Linked DNA regions of Mus musculus: all the other regions are linked to region 1. The links are chromatin contacts, called in public HiChIP or PLAC-seq maps. All regions are on one chromosome and are shown on one strand. The core of a region is the stretch at or near the end of the contact, and the rest is flanking DNA. Distances in the headings are between cores, read along the strand shown. Region 1 overlaps Dhrs3 (dehydrogenase/reductase (SDR family) member 3). Region 2 overlaps Gm36233 (a long non-coding RNA gene). Region 3 overlaps Tnfrsf8 (tumor necrosis factor receptor superfamily, member 8).

Region 1 (3,502 bases), core at 151-2,650:
GGGAAATGGTTCAATATGGGAAGAGAATCTTAATTGTGGCCAGGACAACTCCCTAGATAGGAGATCCTGGCCTGTATGAAATCGACGGTGAGCTGAGTCCTACTACGCATGCGTCCATCGCTCCGATTGTAGACATAACATGATTAGCTGTTTCAGGCTCCCGCTTCCCTACCTTGATGGACTTTCCCTTGAACTGGGAGCCAAAGTAAACTCTTTCTTCCTTAAGTTGCCTTTGCCAGTGTTTTATTACAGCAATGAGAAAGGGAGGTGTAAGTCAGCTTCCCCTTCCCCCAGATCCCAGGGCCTCCCACTTCCTATGGAGCTTTCTGGCTTCAGGGTGGGCTCAAGAGCTGGGGAGTGGGAGCTTTGAACAGATAAGCACAGTGGCTCCGGGGATGTGAAGAGCTATCTTAATCCCACTCTGAACAGCCCTCCCATGTAGACACATGTGGACCCAGGTATGTTTTAAACTATTGTACACCAATCTATCTATTGTGTGTTCTGGGGAGGGGGAGGGTACATATGGAGGACAGAGAATCATCCAAGGGTAAGGGCGGACCTCAGGGATATAACTCAGGTTGTCTAGGCAGACAGTAAGTGCCCTTGTCTGCTGTGTCATCTCTCTGGCCCCTAATCAATGTTTTTTGTTTGTTTGTGGTTTGATACAGGGTCTCAAATCAACTCCTGGACTGGCTTCCAGCTCCTTATATAGCTGAAGAAAGCCTTGAACTTTTGATTCTCCTGCCCCCATCTCTCAAGTGCTAGAAATAAAAGCATATACCACGCTTGGTTTTTGTGGTATTGGGGAATCAAACCCAGAGCTAGGCAAGCACTCCACAAACTGAGCTGCACTCCAAGCCCTAAGGAATGTTTGGGAACTTAGGAGACTTGTCCGGGAGCAGTTCCAGCCCTTCCTTCTGCGTCAGCGGATATTTGTCGCCTTTGGCTTTGCCTGAAGCCAGGAGTGTGCGTAGAGAAGTCCTCTCGGCTTAGTTCAGTCCCATACCACTGAGCGTCAGAAAGACGTTCCTGGGGGAGGGGCTGTACTTGGGCGACAGCCTCCTCTCTCCTTTCCCAGCCAGTAGAGCTGTTCTTTGAGAACCTCAGCTCCTGTTCCTTGTGGCCTGGGTTCTTTTTGTTTGTTTGTCTTCCATCAGATAGAAACACCATAAAGGTGAAAACTGCCTTCTATGGGATGGAGTTCTCAGCTAGGAGGGTCCTAATAGTGACCTCTGGAGTCAACCTTGGATCTTTCTGTTTCGTTTTTTTTAAGACATCAGCTTATTCCTGGGAGAGTTGGTTTCTCAAAGAATTTGGTCTCTGGGAACTACTGGTGACCACAGGACTGAATTCCTGACCACTGGTCCAGCCAGACAGCCTGCTCCCCTGGACCTGAGCCAGACAGGGCTGAGGTCTGATGCCTCCCTGGGCTTGGCACCCACTCCCAATCTGCTTCTCTTTGGGGCTTGGGAGGAACCTCCAGCCTGGCAACTGGGTCATTTCCCAGGACCCAAGGCTTCTTTACAGGGTTGGCACAGCCTGTTTTGCCCCTCAGGGGGTTGGCGCTTGTCACTCTCCTTCACTTGGACAAGCAAAGGGACAGAATTAGCTCTCCACTCTCACTCTTGAAGCTCTCCAGGCAGTCAAACCATTCCAGGGAGGGACCAGAGAGGCCTCCTGGGAATCTGCCCAAGGCCTTTTCTCTGGTTTCTATTGGAAGCAATCCAAAAAAAAGGAAGAGGAAAAAAAAAAAGCCAAAAGTGGGGTGTTGGTGTATTGCGGTGTGTTGTGGGGGAAACAAGGCCCCACCCTACCACCAAGAGAAACCATTGCATACTGGGAAACCAAGGTATCCAGTCCCTGTAGCTGAGGCAGTGATCATACATGCTTGCCCTGGTAAAGACTCTCTGAGTCTTGCTTATTCTAGCATCCCAGCATAGTCCCTTGAGGTTGTCACTACATTTCCAGTTTATAGGCTAAATGCAACTTCATGGACACCCCAATAATCAAAACATCTCTATAACGTCAGCCTACAGACCATGATACAAAAATACCTCAGTTGCTCAGAGGTGATCAGGAAAACTGGGGCTTAGCAGACAGGAACCCTCACACACACACACACACACACACACACACACACACACACACACACACACACACACACACACACACTCATTTCTCCCTGTCCACGAAGATGGACTCATCCCTGCCTCTCTCCTAGAAGAGCCAGGCAGAGGCACCTGCTGTAGGAGATTTCCAGACACCATAAGGGAGCTGAGGCAGTACTAACATCCCCCATACACGCTGGACACACCTATTCTCAAGGACCAAAATGCAGGTGACAGATGGCTGGGATGTGACTCCTTGTTGCTTGCTATTGTCTGATGTCACAGAAAACCAGGGGTCAGAGCTGTGTGGACAAGCCCACATCCTGCTTTGAACCCATCTTCTCATCTGCGAAATAAGTTCCCAAACTCTCCCTTTGGAAGAGTGTTTGGGAAGTGAGCCAGGTCTCTGCCTATGTAGGGATTGCTCAGTATCAGCATGGGTTCCGGGGCTACTACATCCTTGTGTTGGCTTCATTTCTAACTTTTCCTCATGAAGTCTTCTTCAAGGGCTTGGCAGCCCACATGATCCTCCCAGGATCTTTGTCAGGCAATGATCACGTGACCAGATTTGCCCAATGAAATGGGAGTGGAAGTGACATGCACTATTTCCAGGGAGAACCTGAAGAGGGCATGAGGGTAGACCAGTACATTTATCCCCTGGGAGCTCTCATCTTGGATAATGGCTTCTCAGAGGGAAGATGGTTTCATGAATAAGTTGAGGTTGCAGGGCAGACACTTTCCCTATAGGAAGCTACAGTGATCTGGGGATCGCATCTGGCTGCCCACCACCAAGTGGTTTGACAGTGCTCACTCTGAGCTGTTGTTTTTTTTTTCTTCTTTTTTTTGGGGGGGGGGCGGGGGAGGGCTTTTTCCTCTAGTGGCTGCAGGGAGAGCTGATACTTGATACAGTGTAAACACCATGTCTTAGGCTGGCAGTACCCCATCAGTGCTCCATAAACAGCGTATACCTGGTGTTTCTCTTGCAGACCAGCCTGCTTTCCTTCAAGTTATCCCATCCTCCTTGCTATAAGCACAAGGGTCCAGCCAGAGATGCTTAGGTCTGTGTGAACTTCCTGCAGTTTTCAAGGAAGCCACTCACTAAGTCAGAGGCCTAAGACCTTCTCCTCCCTGTATGGAGGAAAACTAGCCTGCTCTCGGCCACCCACCTGCAAAAGCTGTATGCATGGATGCTATTCCTACCAGGTCACACTGCTCTCTGCTCCACACAGACTACAGTGACATTTATTCAATGTGCTCAGTATGAGAATCACGGCAGAGAACCATGGGCACCTCTACCCTTGCTTGACTGAGACCATGCCAGCTCCTTCCATTCTCTGGGTTTTCCGTCTCCCACAACCAGATGTGCTGTAACACTCCACAGCGCTGACCCTAAG
Region 2 (3,453 bases), core at 84-2,583, 320 kb before region 1:
GAGTGCTTGTTTGGCAGTATAAGAAAGGCAGGCAGACAGAAATTGGGTAAAAATTGGAAATAAAATTGGGTCTTTACACCATATATATTGCATGTACTTCAGATCTTTGATTGGCCCAGCTAGAATTATTAAGCCAACAAACAGAAAAGAAAAACAAAAGCATCTTCATGACCTCCATGTAAGGAAGGTCCTTTCAACTATGATCTAATGGAGAATATTGATGGATTTTTGTTACATTAAAATTAAGGAATTGGTTTTTTTGTTTTGTTTTGTTTGTTTTTATTTTTGTTTTTGTTTTTTCGCCTGGCCATGGTGGTGCAAGCGTTTAACCCTAGCACTCAGGAGTCAGAGGCAGGTAGCTCTTTGAGTTGGAGGCCAGCGAGGTCCACAGAGCGAGTTCTAGGACAGTCAGGGCTACACAAGGAAACCCTGTCTCAAAAAACAACACACACACACACAAAATGCACAAAATAAAACACACACACACACATGCATGTATACACACACACACACAAAATGCACAAAATAAAACACACACACACACACATGCATGTATACACACACACACACAAAATGCACAAAATAAAACACACGCACACATGCATGTATACACACACACACACACCAACAATCGACTTTTTTTTTTTTTTTTTTTGGTTTTTTGAGACATGATTTCTCTGTCTACCTCTGGCTGTCCTGGAACTCACTTTGTATTTGTAGACCAGTCAACCAGGGACTTTTTAAATAGACCTTTAAAAATGTTTTTTAAAATTACATGTATGTATGTATGTATGTATGTATGTATGTATGTATGTATGTATGATTTAGACTGGTGTATGTGTTGGGGTGGGGAGTAAGGAGACATGTACATGAACAACTTTCAGGAGTTTTAGAATCACAGTCTTTCCACACCGTGATTCCTGGCGATCCAATTTAGACTGTGAGGCTTAGTGGCACAAACCTTTTACTTCTGGAGCGGTCCAATTAAGGAATGTTTAAACAATGAGGGGAAAGCCCGAATAAAGACAGCAACCATATACCAGAATGGAGGAGGTCTTTATGATATCTGAAAAATGACGAGGGATAAATATCTAGAAGATACAAAGAATTAGAGCAGCTCTACAAGAAGACAGGAAATAATAACGATCGGATGAAAGGATGTTGAAAAGCAGTTCACAGAAGGGGAAACCCGAATGACTCAGCAGCAGCGAAGAGGTGCTTAGACCCACGAACTTCAGAGAAATGCAAATGAGGTACCAGCCGGTTCCACTCCACACCCACCGCACTGGCCCGAGTCAGAAAGCTGGCTAGTGGGGAGTTCAGGGGAAAACGTGCCAAAATAGGAACTCTCTGGCCCTGCTGGTAGGGTGTGACTGCGTGGGCGGCACAGAGGAATCGGGCAGTGTTAGGGAAATAAATACACATGTACCCAGTAGCTTGTGATCCACAGCCTACTCCTGAGACACTGAAACACCCATAAGCCACACCTGATTTACTTACAAGAACGTATAGATTGCAGCAGTAAGGATCCTATTTGGGGTGGGATGGGGAACAGGGTTTGAGAGAAAATAGACTTGGGGGGAGTGCATATTTAACATATTTACCATAGCTCAGTGGTAGAGTGCATATTTAACATGGAGGAGCCTGGAGCTCAAGTTAAACACACAGAGAGGCAGAGAGAGTCAAAAAGAGAAATAGGGGAGAGAGGGTAGGAAGAGCATTGCTTGGCAAGACCCAAATAATACAATTCATTCTACCCTCTAGACCTGAGATTCAATGAGCAAGTGATCAAGAGAATATGAAAGAAATTGTGCTCAGACCAGCCACAGATTTAGGAACACAAGAAAACACACCAGAGGGCAGTGAGGCCATTTATAGAGTAAGGCAGGGAAACTGAGGCCAGAATCGATAGTATGTAAGGGTGGGGGTAGCCATTGCTTGTCTTAGAGTCTGTACCTGGAAACCTATGGCCCACGGATGGGACCACCATCTCCCTGTGTCCCTCGTAGACAGAGGGAGAGACAAGCAAGATGTGGAGGGGCAGAGGGCATAGGTGGTTTGTAGAGACCCAGAAAAGATGGGGAGAAAGAAATGGGTGTGGAGTTAGAGGAGTGAGGGCAGGAAGGCTGGTCCTGGGAAGGGCTGTCTTAGAAGTCAGGTGAGAGAGGCCAGGCTGGAGAGGGGAGCCAGGAAGTGATGCAGAATTGAGAGCATTCTGGAGTGATGCAGAATTGATAAAGGAGGGAGAGCTGGAGGTGTGACTCAGGTCCTTTCCTTGAGTTTACAGAGCCTGGGTCTAGTCCAAGCACCAGAAAAATAAATGAATGAATGAATGAATGAATGAATGAATGAATGAATGAATGAATGAATGAATAGATAAATAAATAGAGAGACAGAGACAGAGAGAGAGTGGAGATATAACTTAGTGATATCAGGCATGCCAGCACTCATGTAGTCCTGGCTCCCATCCCTAACATGGTATGAATGGACACCTGGTAAGCACCTATAATCCCAGCACCAAGGAGCGGAGGCAGAAGCATGGGATTCCAAGGTCATCCTTAGCTATACAATAAGCTTCAGGCCAGCCTGGGCTGCATAAGACATTGTCCCAAAAAGGAAGCTTAAAGACTGGAGAAATGGCTTAGCCGTTAAGAGTGCTGGCTGCTCTTCCAGAGGTCCTGAGTTCAATTTGTTCAATTCCCAGCATCCACACGGCAGCTCACAACTGTCTGTAACTCTAGTTGCAGGGGATCCTACACCCTCACACAGACATAAATTCAGGCAAAACACCAATGAACATGAAATAAAGATAAAGAATACATTAAAAAAAACGAAATTTTTAAAAATTTAAAAGAGAAGGGGGAAAGGAGAAAAGAATAGTTATAAGAGGAAATGCAGAAATGAAACGACACTGCAGATGTGGCCCTGCGAGTCTAGAGTTCGCTGTACAGGACCCGGTGAAAATGAAAAAACGCACACCACCTCTCTCCAGCAGCCCTACTCTCTATCTAGGTTCACCACCTAGGGAAACTGTCTTCTGTGCCTTTGACAAGACTGTGTTTGGCAACACAAGAGATGGAGCATTGGGGATATTCCCCAAATATCCACAAAAGAGGAACAGGGTGGGGAAAGGGATAGACCTTGGGGCAAGTACACAACTCCACACAGCAAGTGAAAGGGAAATAAGTTAGAACCGAACTCAGCAACGAGTGAATGTTCCTGTCTCAAAGACAGCGCTGTCTACAGGCAAGACCATGCTCCTGCTGTTTGGGTTGTATGGGTGAAAATGCATGCATATGAAACACAGTCTCCCTTCAGCATCTCCTGGAAATAGCTCCTGGAGCCCCTTCTAACAGATATTCAAACCCATGGATGCTCACATTCAGGATCCCTGCTTTTCAGTATTACCTAAACCATACATGCTCTAGTTACCTTAATGTGAAAAAGTGTAAA
Region 3 (3,417 bases), core at 771-3,270, 340 kb before region 1:
TCAAGGCCATCCTCAGGTATTATCAAGTTTGAGGCTAGCCTGGGCTACATAGACTGTCACAAAGGCAAAGCAAATAGTTGGGTGCACACCTTTAGTATCAGCACCCGAGAAGTAGAAATAGGTGGATCTCTGTGAGTTCCTGGGCCAGCCAGCTTTATATATTAAGTTCTAGATCAGCCACGGCTATATGGTGAGATATTATGTCCACTAAAAAACAAGCAAACAAAAGCACGTTAAAAAAAAAAAAAAAAAAACCCTATATTCTTGGGTATGCTACACAGGTGCCTTATGCTGTCAAGTAGCTTGTGGCAACTTTAAAGAATTTTAAAAGCTTTTCACAGCCTTCCCAAGCCTGCTCAGCCCTTACTCCTGTTCACAGCAGCCACAGAGAAGCGGGTCGGTGACAGATCCCAGCACGGGACACAAGTTGAGCCCAGTGAGCCCTCCTCCAGCTGTAGAGACTTGTGCCAGTGTTGGGGCCACCTACCTGGAGAACCTGCCGCTGCTGGATGACAGCCCAGCTGGGAATCCTTTTTCTCCCAGGGAACCTCCAGAGCCCCGGGTATCCACGGAACACACCAATAACAGGATTGGTGAGTCCTGTTGGGAGATCCTGGTCTAATCATGTGGGCAGATGGGAGATGGGTGCTGAGCTCTGGATGGGACTTGGGGAGCTATGCATTCCTTGCCACCCTTCACTCTGCCCTACATCAAGCTTCTGTCCAGGAAGAAGGCCAGAGTGACACTTCGTGGGGAGAACTGGGGACATTCACTAAGAGGGCACGGAGTGATGAACACAGTGTGTGTCATCCTTAAAGAGAAAGAGAGTCTTTCCCCACTGGCCTAATACAGAGCCAGAAGGTTCGGAATGATGTCAGACCCTTATCTAGCAACACCACTTCATGTCTGTCACAACCTCTGGGAACAATGACATCACCCTCTTTCATGGCTGGAGAAACTGAGGCATGGAGTGGGGTTTCTTCTTCAGTTGCCAAGACTCAGCCCCACATCTGCTGGGTTCTGGAACATTGATTTTTTTTGTTCGTCGTACTCATGGGTCTCAGCGGAAGCCTAGAGACCAGCCCTGGCCCTCCTGCATTTCTCCTCTCTGCTGCCCTCCAGCCAGGAAAACATCTGCCATGGCTCCTATGGGCCCTGCTTCCATCCTCACTTCCCACCACTTCCGAACATGTATCAGTGGTTCCTAACCTGTGGGTTAACAGTAGCAACATTACAGTTAAGGAGTAGCAATGGGAATAATGGTATGGCTGTAGGTCACAGCATGGGGGACTGTATTAAAGGGTCACAGCATTAGGAAGGCTGAGGACCGCTGATGTATATTGTCCCCTTCACTCTCAAGTTGGAATGTTAGGTTCTTATTCTGGCATTCAAGGATGGTCTCAGCCAGCTGTTCCATCCCTTCTGAGGCATCTGTTCTCCCTCTGAGGGGCGGCTTTCTGAATTTTCATCTCCCTCTCCCTGCTTCTCCCCTCCCCCTCCCCCTCTCCCCTCCCCTTTCTCCCTAAGCTGCTCTGCAGGGTTATTTCCTCTACTATAGCAGGCCTTTTGAGCCTGGTTACCCCTTCATGTCCTAGAGGTAGCATTCTCACACTGTCTACTCTGAACAAGCCAATGCTCTCAGCTGAGCTTCTCCACCCAGTGTCCCAGCCCCCAGCTAGGTGCTCCCTAGAGTGCTGCTGGCTCTGTTCTGATGCTAGAAGGACATTGGTGACAGTTCTTCACATTCCCCTGGAAGTCTGTGGTGATGAGAGCTCTAGAGCTGTCTTGGTCTCAAAGAAATGTTTGCAGTTAACTGCTCTCGGTTAAGCTCTATTTGAAAAGAATGTGTTTGGAAAAACACTGCCAAAGGCTCCTTCAGTTTTCCAAGGAGTCCTGATGGTGTTTGAATCCAAGATGACTAAAGGGCTTGGAACTTGGAAACAGGGCCAGAGCCTGTTCAGGGAGGGAGGTGGCAAGGGTTAGGGATGAGGAAGGGCTGCTGAGGGAAGGCCTTAAGAGGTCCTCTGGGACACCAGAACTCAGGTGACTCATTTGTCCTCTGAGTGACACACCAGAAGAGCAGTCTCCCCATCCAGTTTCCTACAAGGACAAATGGGTCTAAGTTTCCTCCTTCTCTGGCTGTACCCACTTTGCCTCTTCTTTCCTTAACTTGACTGGGGCATTTTCCCCAGAGCTGGGGTGGGGGTGGAATCTAAGCAGCTGGAGGTAGGCAGCCTGTGATGATAAAGCCAGAGGATCGGGCTCCATAGGCATGACAGAGCAGTAGCCTGTCTCTGCTCTGGCCTTGGTTTCTTCTGCCCTCACACCTCCCGCCTCACATACACATTACTCTCCAATACCTCTCTGTCTCTCTGTCTCTGTTTCTCTCTCTCTTTATTTATTGGGGGGCGGGGTGTCACGTGTGCATGTAGAAGTCAGAGGACCACTTATACATGTCAGTTCTCTCCTTCCACCATGTGGGTCCGAGGGATCAAACTCCGGTCTTTGGGTTTGGCAACAAATACCTTGACTTACTGAGCCATCTTGAAATGCTTTCATCTCATACATTTAGTTTGTGTGTATGCCACTGCATGAGTGTGGAAATCAGAGGACAACTTGTGGGAGTCAGTTCTCTCCTTCAACTCTGTGAGTCCCTCTCATAGCTAAAATGAAGTATTTTAACTAGCCCATATAAAAGACACACAATCCAGGTATCTTATTTACAAGCCATAATCCTAGACTGGGCAGATTTGGGGCTATTCTAACTTATGTCCCAGCCATATGTCCCTTGTTACTTGATGTTTTTCCCGGCCATGTGCTCATGGTTCATGTTTTCTCATGATGGCCTTCTCTAGTCTCTGTGTCCTTTCTTCTTCCCTCTCTCTACCTGCAAACCCCAACCAGGTAGCTGAAAACCCGCCTACTTCTACCTTTTGCCCAATCACGGGCCTTAGCTTTTTATTGACCAATTAACTTGAGGAGCAAGGTTACATAGCAAATGTGGTACACATGAGGATCTCCTCATGCCTTGTGATCTCCTTGTGCGGGGTGGAGGTAGCCAGATGGTGGGAGCCAGGATTTAGCATTTGAATACAAGCAGCATCCGCCTAACCTCCTACAGTAACCTCTTCTTAGTTGACCCCAGTAACTGACCTCTGGTCCCATCTGTTCTTTTTGGTACCAGGGATTGAACCTGGTGCCTTTTACATACTAGGGGAATGCTCTACTACTGAGCTAGTCCACTCACCTTTGTTTGGTTTAAATTTTAATTTTTAAAATTAAAAGCTGTGTGTGGGTGTGTTTGAGTGTGTGTGTGTGTGTGTGTGTGTGTGTGTGTGTTTGAGTGTGTGTGTGTGTGTGTGTGCGCGAGTATATGTGTGTGCATGTGTATGTGTGCATGTGTATGTGTGTGTGTGC

The links. HiChIP or PLAC-seq counts read pairs in DNA pulled down with a chosen protein or histone mark.
Region 2: a FOXA1 HiChIP or PLAC-seq map of pancreatic cancer cells shows a contact between it and region 1. The contact joins two enhancer-like sites. A contact is called at or near these places in 6 of 39 promoter capture datasets (the C10 cell line, cranial neural crest, embryonic stem cells and 3 more) and 2 of 115 datasets of contacts at active chromatin or transcription factors (bone marrow-derived macrophages and pancreatic cancer cells).
Region 3: a contact with region 1 is called in an HNF4G HiChIP or PLAC-seq map of pancreatic cancer cells. The contact joins two enhancer-like sites. A contact is called at or near these places in 1 of 484 Hi-C or Micro-C datasets (embryonic stem cells) and 6 of 115 datasets of contacts at active chromatin or transcription factors (bone marrow-derived macrophages, embryonic stem cells, extraembryonic endoderm stem cells and 2 more).

Annotation. Positions count from the first base shown.
Region 1 is chr4:144,928,034-144,931,535 of GRCm38.p6, reverse strand. Dhrs3 (dehydrogenase/reductase (SDR family) member 3) reads right to left here. Exons shown (of 6, transcript NM_011303.7): 6 at 3,327-3,502. It also overlaps a transcript of Vps13d not described here. Among named protein-coding and RNA genes, the nearest start is that of Gm42344, 27 kb to the left of the region's middle. Within about 2 kb of position 1,400, at least 157 of the 459 cell types and tissues checked have an H3K27ac peak or open chromatin away from gene starts, as enhancers often do. A contact at or near this core is called in bone marrow-derived macrophages and pancreatic cancer cells, where this site is marked.
Region 2 is chr4:145,252,436-145,255,888 of GRCm38.p6, reverse strand. The region is part of intron 2 of Gm36233 (a long non-coding RNA gene); the gene reads left to right. Among named protein-coding and RNA genes, the nearest start is that of Tnfrsf1b, 7.3 kb to the right of the region's middle. Within about 2 kb of position 1,333, at least 139 of the 459 cell types and tissues checked have an H3K27ac peak or open chromatin away from gene starts, as enhancers often do. A contact at or near this core is called in bone marrow-derived macrophages and pancreatic cancer cells, where this site is marked.
Region 3 is chr4:145,271,459-145,274,875 of GRCm38.p6, reverse strand. It overlaps Tnfrsf8 (tumor necrosis factor receptor superfamily, member 8), which reads left to right. Exons shown (of 13, transcript NM_009401.3): 12 at 380-593. Among named protein-coding and RNA genes, the nearest start is that of Gm36233, 8.2 kb to the right of the region's middle. Within about 2 kb of position 2,020, at least 88 of the 459 cell types and tissues checked have an H3K27ac peak or open chromatin away from gene starts, as enhancers often do. A contact at or near this core is called in pancreatic cancer cells, where this site is marked.